Linked DNA regions of Zea mays: region 2 is linked to region 1. Evidence: chromatin contacts called from public Hi-C data. All regions are on one chromosome and are shown on one strand. The core of a region is the stretch at or near the end of the contact, and the rest is flanking DNA. Distances in the headings are between cores, read along the strand shown. Region 1 has its middle 16 kb from the start of LOC100281119. Region 2 holds the start of LOC100278869.

What was found. A called contact is a pair of places that touch in the nucleus more often than the background predicts.
Region 2: a Hi-C map of ear shows a contact between it and region 1, with 2.8 times the contacts expected there. The contact joins the promoter of LOC100278869 here to the enhancer-like site in region 1. A contact is called at or near these places in 22 of 25 Hi-C or Micro-C datasets (bundle sheath, ear, endosperm and 6 more) and 3 of 3 datasets of contacts at active chromatin or transcription factors (leaf, seedling and shoot).

Annotation. Positions count from the first base shown.
Region 1 is chr1:259,351,717-259,355,296 of Zm-B73-REFERENCE-NAM-5.0, reverse strand. No RefSeq gene overlaps it. Among protein-coding and RNA genes, the nearest start is that of LOC100281119, 16 kb to the right of the region's middle. Within about 2 kb of position 1,991, at least 15 of the 20 cell types and tissues checked have an H3K27ac peak or open chromatin away from gene starts, as enhancers often do. A contact at or near this core is called in bundle sheath, ear, leaf and 4 more, where this site is marked.
Region 2 is chr1:259,398,785-259,402,394 of Zm-B73-REFERENCE-NAM-5.0, reverse strand. It overlaps LOC100278869, which reads right to left and starts at 1,567. Exons shown (of 7, transcript NM_001152005.2): 1 at 1,159-1,567; 2 at 389-502. The coding sequence starts at 1,461.

The DNA of each region.
Region 1 (3,580 bases), core at 742-3,241:
GGGCCTAATAAAGCCCTAAATGCTCTGTAGTAAAATCCTTAGCTGGCCAGGCTACACAGCAACCGGTAAAGAGATCCGGACACACCTGACAGACGGCCGACAACCTTGCCTAGCGAGGCGAGACGATTGGCCCCACTCTCATCGCGTCGCACGTGAGAGCTAAACAACTCGTCCGCACTGTCTCACGCACAAACAAACCAGCTAGCCTGCTATGCTCCTCGTATATGTTGTTAAGTCTGACTCGCGAAACGGCTAGCAACGTAGTAGCCGTGCGTGCACCTGCTTGCTTGCGAACTGCAGTCTGCAACGCGTTGCTCCTTCCAGCATCTCAGCAGCAGCGTAGGTCTCCTTTCTGCCGCGCGAATGCGCGATCGATCTCTCGTGTGCACGCATTGTATTGTACGCGCGCGCACGGTGACGAGCCTGGTCATCTGTACGTACTAGGGGGGTACGTTTCTTGGACACTGTTCGTGAGACTCTACTGTATCAAGGTCAACCCAGGCTTGACTAGTGTACCTACCTACTACTACTCCCACTTGCAACAGGCAACAGCCATCCCCCGGCCGCCCCGGTCATCTAGCTCTCACTGGCAGAAAATGGGCGCACTGGATCGACGGAATGGAACCATACGAGAGGTCAATTCATGCACAACGTAACGTACGAGAAATCATATTTTTCTTCTTCTTCTGCCTATAGATAGATATACAAGAGGTGCGACCGATGGCAACGTACGCAACACTTTTTGGGTGGTGTTTGGTTCACCAAATATAACGTAAATGATAATAATTTCACACACCGGCGGCAACAAGTTTCAATAGATCGGTATCAATTTCTAATGTGATATCTAACAACGATTGAATTTAAACAAATATGATTTAACGTTGTCAGTGAACCTTTAAGTTACAAATATGTGAACTAAATGTCAACTTGGTTGCATCTTCCCATGCAAGTTCTGGTATCGAAAATAGATTAGATGGATGGCAAAAAAACAAAACAAAAAAAAAGGCATTGAAGATGACGGACGGAGTATAACTGCTTGGATGCACGGTCATGGTGAAGGTGTGACATATCAGGGCTCTCTGGACCATGGCTGCTGCACTGCATTCAGTAGATCTGGACCGTACGCATGCCTTGCCTGCCGGAAGGCCGAAGAAGCAGAGGGACCGGATCGAAACGTCGAAGAAGCACACGCATTGATTGTAAGACGCATGCATGGGGGCCATGCCACGTACAGAGCGTCAGTAACAACAGTAGTGACCAGCAGTGCGTACTTGTTTAATTTTTTGTTGTTGTTGTTGTGCTGCACGGTTGCTGACTTTGCACGATAGAAGGGGAGAAACACGCAGTGCAGTGCAGTGCAGGCCGTCCTGGTAGTGGTCGTCGTCGCAGCACGCACGCCTTGCGTGCACAGGACAGGAACTAAGCAGGTGCGAGGGCGGGCGCTACCGACATGCATGCAGACGACTTCTTCTTCTACTACTGCTGCTGCGAGTGCATATGCTGCGCAGTAGTGCACCGGCACCGGCAGCAGCAGCAGCCAAGGATTCACTACTACTGTGAATATGTGATTAGGGACGGACGAGGTTTCACTACTGCGTGCGCGTGGTGTAGCTATTGCGGCATGTGAGTGCATTCATTGCATGTTTCCACTGTCAGGCCCCGCCGCGTCGAGTGGAAACCAGCGCCCAGCCCAACGATGATGTGATTCTCCGTCTCCATCTGCAGCAGACGGACGGCCACACCGCTCTCTATCGGCCCTTCTTGTTTCCGAACTGTGGTGGATGGAGGCCCTCCGGCGGAGGCACGCACAGCCGTGGACTGGAGAGGGCGTCCACGTCCACGTCCACCACCAACCGGTCGTATCGACCCGGCCCACCGTGCGGACCGCGACGGTCGACGGCGACACTAGCACGGCGTACGTGTCGCCGTCCACGCACCGGCCGGGGGAGGGGCGGGCACGCATCAGCCAGCCAGCACAATGATTCCCTGCAGTTCCGCCCCTGATCTCGGCTCTTTCTTCAACCCCCCACACGCGCGCCCGCGGGCGCCGGAGCCGTGCAGTACCAGGGACCCCCGGTCGCCGTCGAGCCTCCCACTAGTGCCCCACTCCCACTAGTAGATATGACGGGTGGGCATTGTGGCGGTGGCCCCTCCTCTCCCCTCCCTCCTCGTTCGGCCCAGCAAGAGCCTTACTACACGTCGGGTGAGAAAGATACATGGGAAACGAGAAGACAGCCATGGTGCTGCTGGTGCTGCCTCTCAAATCATGGCGTCCAACCTTGGCATCCTTATCTCACCATCAAGGCCGGCACTCGCCACTTGCACCGCACTGTCTCCATTACTCCGCACCATGCATGCATGCGCCAGTGGATCGAGTTTAGCGTGTGCTGGACTGCTGGTCTCTGGTGTATGATTGACTGATAACAGCTTGTTCAGAATATTCCCTCACACATACATTACGCACTGCTGCTGCTCGCGCGTGTGCTCTCTAGTCTTGAATAAATCTACTCTTCGTCTGCTGATAGCGTTCAGTTTTTGATCACTGAGACCGCCGCCGGCATCCAATGTGATGCTGCTGAACTCATCGGTTGGGGCCACTGCATGCGTAAAGTTAATGTATTTGTCTTCACTTGAATTTCTCGGACCAGTGCATGCATGCACCAGAAATATCAGCAGTAGTTCTTCATATAGGATTGGATGGGGGCATGGGGCCAGTGGCGACACACGTGATCAGCCGATCGCTGTTTTATACCACTAAACCGTACGTATTTTATCTCTGAAATAAGAAAAACATGACCTATACGTATTTTAGAATAAATTAAGAGCAGTACCATGTAGTGGTAAGTCGAAAGCTTACTAATTAATATGCTCAGACCCATGATGTTATCCGGCACGTGCAATCCCAATCCATATCCATTTAATCTTAGCCGATCCAGGTTGGTCATGATGGTCGAGCACTGTTTAGCTTAGTGTAATACTAACGTACAATTGCTCGTAGTAGTACTAGTGAAGGGGCACACAGTGTACATAGTACGTCGGTTTCCATCACCTGCCGGCCGGTGCGTGCATTTGAATTCATCTGCGGTGCGCTAATGATTGGCAATAGACATACTAGTAATAGAGTCGTCAGGGTCAGTGTATGTAGGCCACGGTCTTAATTAGTAGTAATCCTGTCCACGCGCGACGCGCGAAGCAACCCGATCTTTTGGTAGGAGTACGTGCGTGTAGTGACACTGACAGGCTTTAAATGGCACCGTGGGCCGTGGGGAGTGGTAGGTGCGTCGCCAATTGGCGTGCCTGTGTGTGTGTGTGGCTCGCCGTCGATCGTCATCGTCTAAAGACATCGATTCGTGTCGTGCGGCGTGTTTGGACCACGTGCCGCCTAGCTAGTGCATGCCTACCTATGGTGCCGGTGCAGGTGCTGCTAGCTGTACGTTGGCGCCTCTTCTAGCTCCGTTTGGCCGGCGGGGGCGTTCCGTACCGCTGCGGCGGTGGCTGGACCCGCTCCGTGCACACTGCACCTGCACGCGCGCGCGCACACCCTAGTCGTACTAGTAGACTATTAGTACAACTACATACC
Region 2 (3,610 bases), core at 318-2,817, 48 kb before region 1:
TCTGTCAAGGAGGGCGAGAACCACGGAGCACAAAGACATCATTTCCCCTGCCTTGGAAACAAAGCATACACCACGAACACAGCAACAGTGCGTCCACTAGAACCCGGCAGTAAAACAAAACAGTGCCGTACTGCCTTGGATTATCTCCCCCCTGAATCCCTGATTACTCTAGCAACGCAGTTAAAACACCTAATCTAACGGCGACAGCGTTGAAACAGCTAATGTAATGGCGTCTAGCTAGTACGGCTCACTCAACAGCGGCAAGTGAGCCAAACAAGTACCGCGTAAGAAACTGCAGGTTACTGCCAGACAAAAAAATTGCAGAGAAGCTGTACGTGCGACAAGTAGTATCCCCGAGGCACGTGAAGGTGGCGAGGCAAGAACTGACCTTTGCGTCATCGATCTCCGGCGAGACCGGCGGGCTGTCGGAGAGAGAGCCGCCGCCGTTGAGTGGGCCGCTGCTGTGCGAGAGCCGGCCGGAGGTGAGCGGCGCCACTTCCTGCTGCAGGGTTGGAACGCACAGCAAGAGTGCGTGGTTCAGACATCAGGAACCGGGATTCAGAGAGAGGTGCAGTAAGGTTAGCAGGAACACACAAAAAAAACACAACTGAAATCAAGTTTCTCGGAGGGAAAAGGCATGCTTGTCGCGCGAGGAATTGATGGTGCTTAATGGAAGAGCCGAGCCTTGACCATTAATGGCGGCTAAGCTGCGTAGTTCACTTAAGTAGAAAGAAAGGTGGGGATTATATCTGGGTGTTCCGGACATGGCAGGAGAACAAATCTCTCGTTTGGCAGCTTCTCCTTGTCCCAACCCGAGGTCAGAGTGAAACCAGTAGGAGAGCTGGCTGATTTGGCAAAAAACTGTACAGGCAGATGATGAAATCGAGCGGTTTCTACACAAACGATGGAGCCAACCAAGTAAAATGCAGCCAGGCAACAAAAAGATCCCGAATCGGCAAATAAAAAACGACCAAAGCACACTGTTTTTTATTTAATGGCGCACTGGTGTTGGTGTTGCCAACAGATTCGGCTTCTCTTTCTTTTTTTTTAAAAAAAAAGAAGAAACTAGTAAGTGCGATTTTGAGGAGGACGAAAGAAAAAAAAAGCGAGATGGATCGGAGTAGAGGGAGAAGGAACAGGTCGGGTCGAGGCTCTCACGGACTGCGCGAGGATCCGCTCCATGATGAGCTGCGACGTGGCCGCGGAGGCGAAGGAGAAGGAGCTCCCGGAGGCGGCGGCGGCGGCGGCGACCCCGTCGTCAAACTCGCACGAGGGGTCCTCCGCGATGGGGCTGGCCGCGAGCGCGTGCGCGGCCGGCGGCGGCGTCGGCGGCGGTGGCGCGAACGCGCGCCCCGAGGCGCTCCAGGAGCGGGAGAGGAACTCGAGCGGGTCGAGCGGCGGCTCCGGCGGCCGCAGCTCGCCGGCGGCGACGGTGGACGTGCGGGCCCGGGGATCGCCCATGCGCGCGGGGGTCGGGGAGTTACGGAGTGTGATGCGAGTGAGTGAGCGGGCGCGTTACCAGTGATCGATGGCCCAAATGCCAGTTCAGAGAGAGAGAGAGAGAGAGTGGGGCGGGTGGTTAAGCCCTCCGCTGCCTTTATAGCCTTGGTTCGTCTCGTCGTCCGTCCAGGCCTCACTTGCTCTACGGGCCCTTTTTTCACTTCTTTTATGTAACTTTTCTACGAGTCGTGCAACGAAGCATGTGTTACGGTTAGCAATGGGGAAAAGGACGTGTACTACTCCTGTGTCATCTATTATGCTGGTCAACACAGTACGAGTACGTTGATTTTATTTTAATTTTCATCACTGCTCTAAGGACTTATTTGGAGAGAAGGAATACAATACAAAACTGATAAAAAGGGGGGAAATAGAAAACGAGTGTAGGTAAAAAAAAGTGACGATTGAAACATAGGATGCTACTTGTTCACTCATGAATCTTGTAGAAATTGGTGTTTGGAACATAGGAATATAACCATATGGTGATTCCTTCATTCGAGTGAATAAGCACTTGTTCATCCCTTCATTTAAACGTGTGGCAACTTTCCAAGAGCATAAAGTAGATGTTTTAGGGCCTGTTTGGTTCGTGGCTAACTATGCCACACTTTGCCTAAGGTTAGTCGTTCGAATTGAAGAACTAACCTTAGGCAGAAAAGTTAGGCAAAGTGTGGCAACTGAGGCTACGATCCAAACATACCCTTACTCCTCCATTTTATACACGAAAGGAAAACTATGTTCTTCCGTTCTAATAAACACAAGTGATGTAAACCAAACATAGGAATTGGATTTCTTTCAAACTGCTACGGAAAACCTACAATGCAAACAATCCCGACAGCTAGTACTACAAAAAATACTCCAATCCAGCTATAATGTAAAATTCTAAATTATGGCGATTATCTTATAATCGAATCTTCAGTGATACTACTTGAGACGGTTTCCAACGCTGTCCTGGAATCGTGTTCTACCCCACGTCCGATGTGGTTTGGGGTTGAAACTCTACAACTGCTCCCCACCGACTTCATATATAGTGGGGAGTATTGTTCATCTCTATATATTAATTATGTCATTTACTTATTTATTTGCTATGTTGACCATGTTTAGTCTTTATAACCCGATAATAATGTGTATTAGGATACTACATGTTATATGCTTTTTAAAATTTTAAAACTGATCACAGAATATTAAACAAATGAGTTATATTGTATAAGGGAAACGATTAGACATGCATAGTATGTAGGTGTATCTTTTTTTAAAAAAAGTTGGAGTTGGTCTTAGATTGGATGTAAATCTCTACTACTTATTAAGGCTGCAAGAGTAGTCGGTCATTCCGTGTTCTGCCACCATTCCTGTTTTGTTCTGTCATTCTCATTCCCCCCTCCCTGCAAAGCCTATTCCTATTCTCATTCCTCCGTACAACTCACGTCTAGCTAAAATTAAAAAAACACACATGTCCTCAAGGGGATTTGAACCCGTGACCTCTCAAGCAAAGGCCAAGAGTAGCTACCGCTACACCACATGTGTGTTTATGTCTATATTTATGACAGGAAACACATCTACTACATCTCTCACCAAGCTCACTTACTACCCTTGCACAATGCATAGTAGTAAATAAGTATCACCGAGATTCTTGAATTATATTTTTGGATGGAGGTAATATTATTTAAAGAAGAGCTTTACATGCAATTTCTTTTATTTGAATAATGTTTTATTCTTAAATTCCCTTTTTACATGCGTGATATTTTTTCTTCGTAATATTTTTTCCATGGATCAGACTTGTGAGTCATTTTCATAAACCAACGCCAAGCATGAATCCATGTTCTTACATTAAACCCCGAACAAACATCATGAGCAGGAGGCACTCACGTTGGCGTCGCTCATCGATGACGAGAAGAAGTTTGGCGACTGTCAGTTCGACCTCTAGAAGGAGTCCTACATGGTCGCATGCGCCGCTGTGTACGACAAGCTCCCGCGAAGCCGCCGCTTGGACGCGGTACAGAGCAGCTGCACCGCGTTGTCCATCGTTAAGCAAGGGGCTTCATGGTTGTAGGCAACGTCAACGACTCTCAGGTTGTTCTAGACACCGCATCCGACGACGACGCCATCACGCCGTCCA